Regions from separate parts of the Sus scrofa genome. Here region 1 is linked to region 2. A link is a contact called in public HiChIP or PLAC-seq data. All regions are on one chromosome and are shown on one strand. Each heading gives the region's core, a stretch centred on a gene start, on an enhancer-like site or on the middle of the called end of the contact. The rest is flanking DNA. Distances are from core to core; before and after follow the strand shown. Region 1 overlaps BCL9L (B-cell CLL/lymphoma 9-like protein). Region 2 holds the start of DDX6 (probable ATP-dependent RNA helicase DDX6).

The links. HiChIP or PLAC-seq counts read pairs in DNA pulled down with a chosen protein or histone mark.
Region 1: a contact with region 2 is called in an H3K27ac HiChIP or PLAC-seq map of skeletal muscle. The contact joins the enhancer-like site here to the promoter of DDX6 in region 2. A contact is called at or near these places in 3 of 5 promoter capture datasets (fetal liver, fetal skeletal muscle and liver), 13 of 47 Hi-C or Micro-C datasets (alveolar macrophages, blood, embryonic fibroblasts and 5 more) and 2 of 2 datasets of contacts at active chromatin or transcription factors (alveolar macrophages and skeletal muscle).

Annotation. Positions count from the first base shown.
Region 1 is chr9:46,155,238-46,161,977 of Sscrofa11.1, forward strand. BCL9L (B-cell CLL/lymphoma 9-like protein) reads right to left here. Exons shown (of 11, transcript XM_013979456.2): 5 at 2,374-2,759; 6 at 1,557-1,676. Among named protein-coding and RNA genes, the nearest start is that of BCL9L, 16 kb to the right of the region's middle. Within about 2 kb of position 4,759, at least 57 of the 83 cell types and tissues checked have an H3K27ac peak or open chromatin away from gene starts, as enhancers often do. A contact at or near this core is called in alveolar macrophages, fetal liver, fetal skeletal muscle and 1 more, where this site is marked.
Region 2 is chr9:46,057,446-46,065,085 of Sscrofa11.1, forward strand. It overlaps DDX6 (probable ATP-dependent RNA helicase DDX6), which reads right to left and starts at 5,812. Exons shown (of 13, transcript XM_021062947.1): 1 at 5,699-5,812; 2 at 2,525-2,999. The coding sequence starts at 2,724. LOC106504894 (proline-rich receptor-like protein kinase PERK2) reads left to right here and starts at 2,866. Exons shown (of 2, transcript XM_013979478.1): 1 at 2,866-2,871; 2 at 5,145-5,942. The coding sequence starts at 2,866. The coding sequence ends at 5,942.

The DNA of each region.
Region 1 (6,740 bases), core at 3,509-6,008, 97 kb after region 2:
CATAACCCCCTGCTCTGGACCCTGTCTCTCCAATTTTACACAGAATAATGGAGCCAAAAGTTTAGGAGGGAACTTGAGAGCCAATCTCAACGTGTGAGGGCTGCCCTGGGAAAGAGGAGGGTGCATATTCAATACACAGAACGAGGACTCCTGGGACAAGTTATGGGGCGAGAGGTAGGCTTTCTTCCAAGGAAAAACTTCCTAATACAGTAATAAAAGCTAACGCTGTTCTAAGCATATTACAGGTATCAACTCCTTGTCCCTCTCACAATAATCCTAAGAAAGGAATTTTGTGTAGATGAGGAAACTGAAGCACTTATTATTCGTGTAAATTTGGGAAAGGGCCTCAGTTCATTGAGGACTCTTCGAGAATCTAATAACAGTATAATTAAAAGAGTAAGTGACTACCTTGGTATTAGACATGTTAGCAATTTCTTCTTTGTATTTCCCGGCGTCTTCCTGTTTCTACAATGGTGCAGTCTAATGTTATAAAAGTGAACTGGGGGGGGGTTTGTCCTAGGAGGCAGTGACCACCCCCATTGATCACTGAATGGCTTGGCCAGGGGCTTTTGGACTGCCACTCAGTCCCCTGGGGGAGGGGGTTGTGCCTGGGACCAGATGACCTTTAAGGTCCCAGCCAGCTGCAGAGGCTTTGGTATTGGACCCCACATGCCACCTCCTTGGTCGTGATCTGCTCCTTCCACAAACATCTGCTGAGTCTGTTTCCTCCTCTGCATCACAACACCACCTACCTCACAGGGCTATTGTAAGGATTAAATAAAACAAAGTAGTAAAGTGTCCAACATATTTTTTTTGTCCTTCTTTCTACAGTCTGGCCTCCCAGAAGTTCACAATTTGAAACTCTGGCTAGTTTCTTTTGCACTTCGCTCCACATATGGATGCAAAGTTGGAGGAAAAGCATCAGATCAATGGGTATGGGCTCCCCAAGAGCAGGGGTATGCTGGTTCCCCCAGCACTTGTGCAAGGCCCACATGTACGCTGATCAGTGCAAGAATGAGAGGGGTGGGCATCCACCCACACCCACTCCTTGTCCTGGCAATGCAGTCCAGGCACTTGCCACGAGTCAATTAGAGGTTAGGGAAGAGCACCAGAGAGACAGCCAATGTCAGGTCACACCCAGGCTTAGCAAGGCTTTTCGCAGCAGAGCCAACTGTCCTGCTCCCAAAGATGCTGGACCCTCACCGCCCTCCCTCTATTGACCAGTAGGTGGCAGCATAGGCCAGGAATTCAGGGAGGAGGTGTTGGTGGTGTGGCCAGGACAGGCCACCTGAGGTTCAACCTAGCAGACGCCGGGTCCCTAGGGATAGGGGGCCACTGAGCACCCAGAAGGCAGGGACTGAGCTGTCACAGGGCAGGAAGGGACTAAGTCAGAGATATGAGATGGGAAGGGAAGAGCCTGGGCTCCTGACGCTTGTCTGGTTCTTGCCCAGGCTTGGCCCTCTGAGGCCCTAGGTGAGGAGAGGGAAGCTCCCTCAGGGCAGCTATCCCTCGGGGGCACCATAGGCCACAGCATCCTGACAATGATGGGCACTCACTGTGGGTGGCCCCAATGGGCTTGTCGTCCTCCTCGCTGTCTGGTCCTGAGCACCATTCGTCCCCACTGTATGGCTGCTTCCGCTCCAGCACACAACGCCGCTTACTCCGTGGTGCCACCTCTGCCCAGGCAGGCAGGGGTCCGAGTAAGTACCCAAAGTCCTGACCTCCCACACCCAGGGTCCTTCCCAAGCCCAGTCTTCCAGATGCCCCACCCCAGAGGGCACTACCCAGGGCCCGGCGGGCCCTTTGCCAGCCCTTGGCCCCCACCACACCACCATTTGTTTCTGATTTCTCTCTACAGCCCTGCTGCCTGTCTCCCCTCCCCCACCCAGCACCAAGCACAGCCTAATCCCCAACCACGACTGGTTCTAATTAGGGCTGGGGGGGGAGGGGAGGGGGAAGCCGCTGCTACTCTTCCAAGCCCCAGTGCCTGCTAAGTGGCTCCCACCAGCCAGGGTACCCGGAGGTTCCTGGGAGGCGTGTGGGTCTGTTCCTCACCCCAGCAGCCCTCCTACTCCCCCTGAGTGGGTGGGGGGGGTCTGGGGAGAAAAGAGATGAATGAGACTGACCAACCAGAGGTCCCCTCACTCTGAAGCCCCTCCATGGGTGGCACCTAAGGATGCAACATCACCCAATCCTGAGAGCATGGCCAGATGGGCGGGTATGATGGCGCTAAGAGAAAGGTGCCCCTGCATAACTGCTGGAGAGGAATGGGGGTGGGGATTAGGCAAGTGGGGCAGAAAGGTGGTCTCCCAACAAGAGTGGGTCTAGGACCATGGAAGATGTTGGGGTCTTGGGGATCAGAAAATGGGATACCTTTGGCCTCTGAATCCAGAGACGGGGTCCCAGCCTCTCGCTGTTCTCCAGAATCCACAGACACGCTCCGCTCCCTCTTCACTTTGCCCTTGAGCGAGCTGAAAGGGGGCACCCCTGCTTGGGGGTTCTTCAGACTTGAGTTGCTAGGTGAGATCTGGTTGGCCTTGGCCCCATGGTTCCCCGCCCCCACGCCCTTCGAGCCCAGGTTGCAGGTGGGTCCTTGGTTCACATTCTGGTGCTGGGATTGGGCCCCGCCATTCCCTGTCTTGCCATGATTGGTCAACTTATTTTCTGGGTGCATTGGCTTGGCTGGGGCAGGGGGGCAGTGGCCGCGGGGGGACAGCGGCGGGCTCCCTGGAGCTTCTCTCCTCCTGGGGTGGGGTAACCTGGGAGAAGGTGGAAGAGACATGAAAAGTTAATCTTGCTAGGGTTGTAGCAAGCCTGGATTTTAATCGCCCTGTTCTGCCTCTCCTAATGGTAGGGGAGGTGGGAGCTGAGTGGCATCTAAAACCACCAGCCATTCCCTTCCTCCCTCCATGGCTCCTCAGACAAGGGCTAATGCCCTTCTCCACCTTGGGGAGTGAAGATGGGGCCACCCTCTCCACCTCCCAGTCCCCACAATTCAAATGAAAACCAGGGCCTGGTATTGGCAGAATCCAATCCGCCCCCAGCCCCGGCATCCATCAGACTGCAAGCCTCCATGGCAACCCCCCTCCACTAGCACCTGACCAACACATAAGCACCCTCTCTTCAAAGGTGTGCTATCTTCGGACTCCTTCCAAGGTCCCCAAATCTCAACTTCCGTGTGTCCCAACACCAACTGGGAAGGGGCACAGGACCTGAGGGTCACTGCTCATGCCCCAGCCCCATCCCCCTTGGGGAAGTGGGAAAAAGTACACCACAGAGTGGTACCCACTGGTCCAGACCGCTCCCCAGAGCAGGAGGGGATTGCCTGAAGAGGGTCCACCGGCAGGCCTGGCGGACAGGCAGGAGCAGGAGGAAGGGGGGAGGGGACTGGTGTGCGGAGCAGGCTGAAACCAAGGATTCCTGCAGCCTAGGCTGCGGGCCCTTTAAGCTCTAGCCCGCTCCCCCCACCGCCTCCCCCTCCCCGGAGACCTATTAATAGCCGCTGGAAAGATCACATCACGGGAGAGGATATTTATCCCCCCTCATTCCACACCAGCTCAGATTTATTTCAGCTCTGCTGTCCTGCTGCTGCCGCCTGGCCCAGTCTGCCGGCTTCTCCTGGGGAAGGGGAGGGAGGCAGGCGCCGCCCCTCCCTCCGGCTCCCACCCCCAGCTAGACTGAGGCCAGAGGGCGCCATTGGACCCGACAGTGGGGTGGGCGGGGGTCTACTCAAACCCTTTTTAAGAGGAAAGGGTAGAAAGGGACTAGAACAGCAGGCTTAGCTGGTTGCCATTCCCCTCTGTCCCCGGGCACTAAAGCTGTGGGCTCCCGCCTCGCGGCAGGCCTTCCCATTCTGACCCTCCTCTATCCCACCAGCGACCTGGAAGCCAGGTGCCCGGGCGGGGGCGGGGGGGGGGGGGCTCGCTCTCCAAGTCTGCACAGTTCAGCTCCATCGTCACTGGGCCCTTCCCTTCCCCTCACTCCACACACACATCCCGCCCTCCACGACACCCACACACCTTGTCTTGTTAGCCAGGATCCTCATGGCTCCCACACACAGTGGGGCTACGGCCCCTGTGCGTGCCCAGGGCCCAGCCAGGTACTCGGTACTGGATCAGGGACTGCAGCAACAAGCCCCAAAGAGAAAACTTGTGACTTGGGGAGGGGGTGTGAGAAAGGGAGGGGAGACGGGAGGACGCAACCGCCCTGGGACTAGGGAACTGGATAGGGTAGGGTGGGAATGGCAAGGAAGGACTACAGGTCGGGGTCACGATCCTAGCGGCCGGTCCTGTCCCCATCCCTCCCGAACCTTATCCTCCCAGAGCTTGAGGTGTCTAGCAAGGCCCCCCCACCCCGCCCCGGCCACAGGGGCAGAATTCACCACAAGGACAGGGTTGCAAAGGTGCCCGCGTGGGTCGGCCGTAAGGTCTGTCAGCGCTCCCCCCCCCGGGGGGGGTACTCCCGCTCCCAGGTGCGCCCCTCACCCAGGGGCAGTGGGAGGAACCCCTGGCGCCCCGCCCCCCGCGGCGCCCAGCCCCAGGGCGCCCGGGCTGGGAGGGGGCTGGGGGTGGGGGTGGGGCGATGCCCCGCCCCCAGCTCGAGGCCTAGCCCGTGCCCATCCCAGCAGGCCCAGGCGGGCAGCGAGAGGCCTGGCGGGGCCCCGGGGCTGCAGCTGGGCTCTTCTGGAGACCAGTAACGCTGGCTCAGATTCCTCCCCGACCGCAAGAATGCAGAAGCCTCCCCTCCCCCCGCCCCAGCACCCCACCCCGCCCCCTTCGGCAGAGCCCGAGCGGAGAGGCAGAGCGAGCGAGCGAGCAAGAGAGCCAGCGAGCCGGGGAGCGGGAGACGGGCAGGGCTGCAGCGTGTCTCTCTCGGCCCCGCACGCGCCGCCCGGACAGACCCACGGCCAAGTGCGGCGAGGGGCCCGGCGCGCGCCGCGGCGGGGCCGAGGTTGGGCTCGGCGCTGGGCGCCGTCGGGCAGGGGCTCCGGGACCCACCAGCACCCGAACTCTGACTCACACACCCTCGCAGCTCGCACGTGGACGGGGAGACAAAGACACGCACGGAGCCCAGGAAACTAGAGGCGCGCTCCCGCCGGGCCGCGGAGGTGTGCGGGAGGGCGAGGGAGGCGCCGGCCCTAGCAGGAGCACAGAAACAGCCTGCGGCACGTTTCCAGAGGCGGCCAGAGGGTAGAGAGGGAGCGCCTCGACTCACTGTACAGATGAAAAGACTGAGGCCAGGCCACGAGGCAGCCATAGAAAGTTGAGCCTGGTACTCTCAGAGAAATACACACACACACACTTAGATACACCAACAGACTCACTGAAACACAGAAGCCTCACCCTGCTGCCCCCTGCCCTGTCCCCACAGATACCAGTAAGGGGCGGGGGAGGGGAGGAGTCTTGGACCAGGAGCTCCTGTCCAGGGACAGGCCCAGCCAGACACCGGTGCACGTTCCCTCCTGGGCAGCTGGAGGCTAGGCCGGGACCTGGGGGACCTGGGAACCGGGAAGGAGGGAAACACACCAGGGACCCTGTGGGAGTCTAGCCCTAACTTAACTCCGCGGCACGTGGACCTTCCCCGGCTCCCGCTCTGTCTCTGGGAAGGGAGGCTCCTCAAGGGAAGGTTCCAAAGTCCAGCACCTGGCTGGGAAGCAGCCTGCTCCCAGACCCCATCTCCTGCATTAGCACAGGGGAGAGACAGAGCCTGGGTGTGGCGGCAGGCCAACATTGACCTGGGTCCCAGGCTTCCACTTCACCACCTTGCTGATCCTTAAAACTACCAACCACCTACCAGAGAGTATTATTGTCCCCATTTCACAATGAGGAAACTGAGATCTGGGAAAAGGAAGTGATATGCTCCTGCGTCACGTGACCATTACGTGGCAGCACCAAGACCATGGTCCCCCGGTGTTTCCCCTACACTGCAGTGTCCTCCCCGCAAAGCCCTGACTGCTCATCTAAGCCCACGCCAGACAGGTGGGCTTCCCACACATCAGCCACTGGACCCAGCCACCGAGGGGTTGGGGTGGAGCAAGGGACCAGTATTTGCAGCTTCAAATATTGGGACCTCTAATAATTTGGGAAGGGGCTGTTAGAAAATTTGTCCTCTCCAGGGTCCCCAGTCAGGCCAGGGCTCCTCCGCATTAGAATCCTGGAGTCGCCTTCCCCTCTGGGACTCCACCCCCTCGCTCCCACCCAGCGGCAGGACGAGCTGAGTCAAGTACAGGTGAGTCAGGACTTTCCCATCTCACACCTTCCCCCCACCTTGCCCCTCAGCAGTCTGCCCCAGCGCCCAGAGACCCCTCCTCCTCTAGGCAGTCACAGTCGGAAGAGACCTGGAAGGCCTTGGGATGGGAGGCAGGAAGGCTGATTCTCTGTGGGTGTGGTTTTAAACAAACAGAGTGAAGGGGGCTGCCCAGCACCAGGCCAGGAGCCCCTGAGATGGGCAAAAGGAAAGGGATGGAGCTCTGGAAAGAGAGTGCTGTGGTCCCCTCTTAGGGGGTAGGGTGGGGAGCGGTGACACATGCTCACAAACTGGGAGCAGGTGCCAGTCCCCTGAGTGAAAGACCATGAGCAGACCCATGAGAATGGAGCCCAGGAGGCTGCAGAGACAAAGCCTGCCAGAAAGCTTTTGTGGGGGGAACGGGGAGGGGAGCAGTGACCTAAGGGCTAAAGTCAAGTCGACCTGACTTCAGCTGGGGGAGGGAGAGCAGGAAGGCTCTGAAGGATGCCCAGGGC
Region 2 (7,640 bases), core at 4,562-7,061:
AGAAAAGACTGTCAATAAAGTAGACTATGTTTTCAACTGTCATCTTTAAAATAAGCTTTCACTAATTTAATTATGGCAACTCTTAGAGCCCCCCAAATGTCTCAGGAGTGTTGATTTAGAAAGATGAATGTATATGTTACCCAAAGCTAGGTCCCACATAATTCAAGATATTCTAACACAAGTAACTATTTGCTACCAATCCAAGTGTACTAAGAAAGCCTTTCATTCTAGTCTATACCACACAAAAGTTTCTAAGCAAAAATGTCAGTTGAACATCCTAGTAGGCCAGCTTGCCACATTGCCAAATTCAATAAAAAGTGAATAAAAATGCAGAAGAAATAATGCAAAATCTTTCCACAAAAAAATTTACAATCTTAGGAGGTTAAAAAATTTTAATGAGAAAACAGGTGATATAGATAGCTACTATAAGAGCTCTAGATAGTACAAGAGCTCTAAGACATGAGATCCAAAAGTCTTCATAGAAGAGATGACATTTAAACTGAAATTCAAAGATTCACAGAATTGAAAAGAAACAATTCTAAAAAAAAGCAAAAAAGGGGGAAAATCCACTGTTAGCTCAGAGTTTAAGTAGAAAATACTCTCAAAATGAAATAAAACAGATTTTTGTTTCTATCCTTAAAGACTGAAAATAGCCTAGGAATTCCCGTTGTGGCACAGTGGTTAATGAATCTGACTAGGAACCTTGAGGTTTCGGGTTCGATCCCTGCCCTTGCTCAGTGGGTTAAGGATCCGGCGTTGCCATGAGCTATGGTGTAGGTTGCAGACACAACTCAGATCCCAAGTTGCTGTGGCTGTGGCATGGACCGGCGGCTACGGCTCCGATTCGACCCCTAGCCTGGGAACCTCCACGTGCCGCAGGAGCAGCCCTAGAAAAGGCAAAAAGACAAAAATAAAATAAAATAAAAATAGCCTAAATGTTGATAGCCTATTCATATTTTGTCAAGACAGAGTGTAATGCAGAAAATACTTAGTTTCTACACCATTTAAAGCATTCACCTTAAAAATAATAGAATATGGGAGTTCCAGTCGTTGCACAGTGGAAACGAATCTGACCAGGAATCTTGAGGTTTCGGGTTCAATCCCTGGCCTCGCTCAGTGAGTTAAGGATCTGGCATTGCTGTGGCTGTGGTGCTGGCTGGCAGCAACAGCTCCGATTAGACCCCTAGCCTGGGAACCTCCATATGCCGTGGGAGCGGCCCAAGAAATGGCAAAAAGATCAAAAAAAAAAAAAAAAAAAGTGTTTCATCATCTTATGAAGATTAGATTCTAGAGGTTAAATCAACTTATGATGGTTAGATTCTTAACAACAAAAACAAATCTCAAATGGGTCAAGATTCTCAAATGTTAATTTTCTATAAACTAATTCTTTTGTGTGATAGTTACCTTTCAAATACTTTAAAATGTAGTTAAAGATGACAGCCTATAAACTTTTTTTTTTTTTTTTTTGGTCTTTTTGCCTTTTCTAGGGCCGCTCCCACAGCGGCATATGGAGGTTCCCAGCCTAGTGGTTCAGTCGGAGCTGTAGCCACCGGCCTGCGCCAGAGCCACAGCAACGCGGGATCCGAGCCGCGTCTGCAACCTACACCACAGCTCACGGCAACGCCGGATCGTTAACCCACTGAGCAAGGCCAGGGATCGAACCTGCAACCTCATGGTTCCTAGTCAGATTCGTTAACCACTGTGCCACGATGGGGACTCCAAACTTTCAAATTTAAAAAAACATACATTCTGAAGTAAAATGAGATCCAAGTTTTTAAGAGTTTAAAATTCTGAGTTGCCTAAGTAATAAACTGATCACTATTTTGTGTATAAAAGAATGAGAAAGCTTATTTAAAAAAAAATGAAAATAGGGCAGAAAAGCATGAAAAGCAAAGTGATATAAACTTAAAAAAGGTATGGATAAATTTTTCTATAAGTGAGTATGTTTGAAGTTCAGAAGGCTGGGCAGGTCTTTAGCTTGAAATTGGGAATTCCCATCGTGGCTCAGCAAGTTAAGAACCCAACTGGTATCCATGAGGATGTGTGTTTGATCCCTGGCCCCCGCCCCGCTCAGTGGGTTAAGGATCCTGAGTTGCCATGAGCTGTGGCATAGACCAGCAGCTGTAGCTATGATTTGACCCCTAGCCCGGGAACTTCCATATACCACAGGTGCCGCCCTTAAAAACCAAACCAACAAACTTGAAATCGGCTTTAACTAATTTATAACACTAAGGAGAAAGCCATACTGGCAAAAACAAGATGAATTTGAGCTCGTTATAAAAGCCAGAAATGTTTCAAAAAATAGTCTATACAAAATTAATATTCATCACCTTTGCTTGATACTTAATAAACTTGAATTTATTATGACAGAAATGTATTATCCTATTGCAAATACCTACAGGGCCATAGAGGCATGTGACCTCTATTTGCAATCAAAATGTTTAGGATACACATAGTCAACAACAAAGTAACAAAATAAATCTCATTGGGCCCCCCACGTGTGTTTATTTATTCTAAAACTTACTTAATAGTGGCGGTCATACTCTGTGCTTGCTGCTGAGTGCCATTATTGATTGTGTTGGTGTTTTTCAGCTGGTTCATCTGTTGCTGTGTCTGTGTGCCCCCTCCTCCAGGGCCACCACTGGGCTTCACAGGGCCCCTCAGCTGACCATTTTGACTGGATAGACCCATTATAACAGGGTTCTCTGTTCTGGCCGTGCTCATGCTGTATTAATTGTAAAGATGTCTCTTTCAAAGTTCAAAACTTTTGAAAGTCAGTAAAGAAACTGTAATAACAGTTTATTAGGCTCTCCAAAACGAAGAGATAAATATAAGTCTTGCTCAATATATGAGTCCTTTATTGCAATGCAGGCAAGCACCTGTAAGTCTCTGAACAGTAAGCAGCAGTAACTTGCTCTCATGCACCGAATCAACTCTTTTTTTTAAAAAAAAGCCCTCTAACAAGGTTGAGTTATATATCTGAATTCGCTCAGTTCAATCTGAAACAAAGAAAAAAGTTAAATTAACAAATGTAAAGTTAGAAAAAGCTTTTTTGTTTCCTTTTTAAAGAACTCAAAGAAGCACTCCCTTTTTTAAAGTTGAAGATTTAAGAACACAGCTGCACTTAGACCAAATCACTAGCCAGGCTAGAAACACAAAAAGATGACCTGCCTCAAAAAACAAACCTGCACTGAAAAGTTCAAAGCAACACAGACATCAGGTAGAAATATACTGTGATTAAATCAGCATTAGTTGGCAAGTGATGATCTCTTCCCTTCAGTTTCCTCCTAGATGAATTAAGTCCCTGACACCTCTAAATGTCAATGATTCATTACACTCAATTACAACTCAATGAAGTGTCAGCACAACTTAATGTAAATCTACATACGAACAAGGCAATTCATTAATTTTTTTCTATTTCTGACGGTAAGAATACTTGAAGAGTTGAGCTTTTGACTTAATTTTATGCTTTCAGAAAAACCTATTTATGCCCTTATAAATTGCAACCACAGAAATTAAACTTTATAAAGAAAAATGCATTTCTTTTTCCTTTCTAAGTTTTTGACCCTTAAAACAATAACTGAAGCAGTCAAGGGATATAAAATGTATACACTTTTGCTTGAAAAACAGCCAAGAAAATCTTTAGCTACATTAATTAAATCTGAATACTACAAAACTGGTATAATTTTTAGTATAACACTTTTCAAAAGGCATATCCCAACTTGAAATAGCACTGCTTTTAAATTACAAAAACACAAAAAGGAATTTACTTCTATTAAAAAAAAAATCTGTGAGAGGCTAAAAACACTAGTAACTTTGATCAAACTCTCCAGGAAACCCAGAGTACCAATTAATAGTTAAATTTTAAAAAACTATTCCCCAATCAAATTATTTGTAAATAAAAACTTAATTTAAAAGCCAGGCAGAAAAAGCCAGAAAATAAAGGCCTGTTTGGTTTGTCAACTGCTTTAAATGTTTTACCAAAAATACACTAGCTTACTAGTTAATGTTTTCTTGCCATATACCGAGATTTCTCAAACTATAAAATCTTTTAAAATACTCTTTGAGGTTTTTTTTTTAAATAAAAATCAAGCTGCTCAAAAGCAAATCTTGATCATCACATACACAAAGCTGTCTATTTCCACGTCTCCCAAGAAGCTGAAAGTCCTCTTAAGCAGAGGGTGGTTAACAGCCACCTAATTTCAGTTCAAGGTAGTAAGTGGTTTCCAGTATTGACAGGTTTATATTATGATCAGCAATACCAGCTACTTCACACCAGAAGACTGGTTTGCAAAGCACTAAGAGGATGAAGAAGGCAACCTCTAAAGATTAAATGATATCATCACTGTCCATTATACACACAAGACCTTCTATCTTCCTATATCCAAAATGTGACTATGTGATAACTGCTCCCCTCTTAATTAAGCTAAAGCCTGCACTGCAGCTTTATGTCTCAGGAAAGGAAATATTCCTCCTACCCTTTCTCAATTTAGATTTGCAAGTTATATTTCTACATTTTCAAAAATACGAACGACACACAGACTAGTTGGGAGGAGCCCCTAGCGGAGTTAATTACAGCACTTTCCAGATCGTAGTTAGCAACTGACAGTTTCACACGCCAAACTGTACCGTCATCTCCAAAAAGACCTTTTGTTTGCAAATGCAGCGCAGTTTCTCTAAGCTTGGTGTGCAAGTTAGAGTGACTGTTCTATTTTGAAGGGATGAGGGGACTGTCGAAGAGAAAGGGGACTGGGCGATAAGGGAAAGAAACAAGCCAATGATTCGAGCTCCCTAATTGTAGGGAAATCATTTCTTGCTTCTATCTTCTCACCCCCACCCAAAAAAACCCACACACTTCAAGTCAGCTCTCTGGACCCATAAACACAAAAGGGCTGGAGCCCTGCAATCGTATCTGCGCAACAAGAGCAGGGAACCAGCTCCGCGGGTAGGGAACAATAGGGACTCCCCCAAAAAGGCCCCAAAGAGAAACCCTTAAGTCAGAAGGCCTGTTCTTTTCTCCAAGAATCCGGGGCTCCAAGATCACCGCCTTGTTATTGACCTACACGGCCTTACTCAGATCAAACAGCCGGTCCTCTTCCAAACCAAGCTCTCCCGACACCGCATATCCCTGCCGCCCCCTATAGGGCCGCCTTTTACCCAGTAACCTCCACCATCTCCCTAAGTCCTTGCTGCCTCCTACGGTCCCACCTTCCCTCATCTTCTACAAAACTCCTCTGCGAACTTCGCCCGCTCCTTCTCCAGACCCTGTCGCGCACCACATTGCTCCATCCTACTCCTCCCGGGCGCCCCCACCCCACACAGCTGCCGCCCGCCACCCGCCTTCCTCCCCAGGGCCCGGCCAGGCCTCAGGCCTCCACCTCAGACCCCCTTTCAGAGCTGCCGGGGGGCTACCCGCAGCCTCGGCGTCAACGCCGACCTCCACCCCCCCGCCTCACCCCACTTCCCGCGGCTCGAGCCCGAGTCCTACCACCGAGGCCACTCCCGCTCGGCACCCCCGGTCCTTTATTGTTGACTCGAAGCTCCCAAAATGGCGGCCGCTCCTTCCTCCTCGGAAACCTCCGCCCGCCCCCACCCGGCCCCTCGCTTCGGCCTCCTCCCGCCCCGCCCCCGCTCAGCTGCCAGGGCTGCACTGCCGACCAGCCAGCGCCTGCCCGCTCCCGGGGCCGTCCAGCCCTACCTCCGCCGCTGCCCGCGCTCAAGGCGCCGTCGAAGCCGCCGCCCGGACTGAGCTAACTCGGCTCCCCCGCTCCCTGCCCCCCTCCTCCCTGCGTTCTCCGCATGGCGGCCGCTGCGGCTCCTCCTCCGCGCAAGATGGCGAGACTCCGGCCGCCGCCGCAGCTGTGTCGGCCGCGGCGTCTCAGTCTGTCCTGCTTCGCGACAGGACAAATCCTGGCCAGGGAACCTACCCGAGGAGAAAATGAAGGCCTGTGCTTTCCTACGGATCCGGGACTCACGGGGCCCCGGTGGAGGGGAAGTCGGAAGGGAAATACGGCTCCCTTTCTGAAGGGAAAGGAGGGCTGCTCTTTCTACAGCTGAGGAGAAATGATAGGGGAATGGTCGCTGGGAAGGGTCCCCCTAGAGTGGAAATCGGGAGCGTGGGACCTGAGGAGGATCTGCTTTTTCCTGACCAAAGACCGGGTAGCGGCTCGGGGACGGGAGAGCTGACCTGACATCTCCCGCGGGCGAAGGAGGCTGCTGCAGGACCGAGGGGTCGCGTCCGAGCCCCTCCGGCCTCCATCCAGGAACACGCGGAACCAGTAGTCTGGAGGCGCCAGCGCGCGCCGGGGTTTGGGCACCGGAAGGGGGGCCAGCCGGGACCGGTGCAGCGGGGAGAACCCCGGGGAGCGCGCGGGGCTGGGGACAGGGGGCGCTGTGTCAGGGCAAGCGGGGGGTGGGGGAGACTGTAGAGGCGGATCTGGCGCGGGGGTGTTGGGATGCTGAGTAGCCAAGGTGCGACCACGGCCGGAACCCGGAGAGCGAGCCTCAGGAAAGAGAATGGGACACTGGGGCAGCGATCCTCCTCGCTCTGCTCCAAAGAGCAATTCTCAGAGAGGGAACCAGGGAGGCCTAGCCTCTCCCAAAGGAAAGAAACACTGAGTCAGTTATTATAGGAATAAGAGCTCTGCACATAAATGGGGAACCAGAAGACCGAAGGCGACTCCCTTTCCAGATTGACCCTCATCAGAAAGATAATTATGTATTTATACCCATAAATATTTTTCACATCTGAATGTCTCCGTTTATCCTTAACAAAAATAACAGGAATGGACTCTTGTTCCAGGTAAAACAAGAACTGGAAGCTAGAACGTTTAAGTTAGGTCCAGGGAAAATATAAACCTGGGTCTCACCCAGCTGAGAGACAATATACAGGGCAATGACCAAACCATGTGTTGACGACCCTCAACTTCTGCTTCCAGTAGCACGAGAGGCGAAACCACAGCCTCTGCAGTGACGGAAGGGGCAAAAAACTTCGTCGTTGACTGCCAGCTTCCCGAATTTTTGCCCCTGCTCCCAACTCGGGACCAATCAGAGAAAGCCAAATATATTCCCTCAAACCAATCACTTAAGATGCCCAGTTTCTAGTTAGCCCGCCTCCAGCTACCCCGTGTTAACAACCTCCAATCAGAGCATACCCTGAAGCTTTACCGCCGCCCCCTGCCCTTTTTTTTTAATTTAATTTTTTTTTTTTTTTTTTTTTTTTTTTTTAAACTGCCGGCCTCTAAGTCTACCAAACTAAGAGAAGGCGGCTGGCTCCCTTGTTACAGCAAGCTTTGAATGAATAGCCTGTTCTCATTGGTGGTCTTCGTTTATTTTATTTCCACACAGCCTAAGGAAAGGTGGTAGAGAAGTGTGAAAAAGCTGTTCTTGAGATTTTTTAATTCCCTTTAATTTGTTCATCTAAATTTGTAGTATGTGGTCTCCCACCCAGCTTTTAAAACATCCACTCATTTAAGGGAATAACTGGCATCTTGTGCCCATCCCGGAGAAAGAATGGCTAAGTGGTTCTTTAAGAAAATGTTGAAGTATGAGGCCTCACTGTCTTTCCAAGTAGCAGGAATGTGAAGGGGAGGAGAGCAAAAAGGGAGTGGGAGGGAGGAGAGCCTAGGGATTTAAAACAG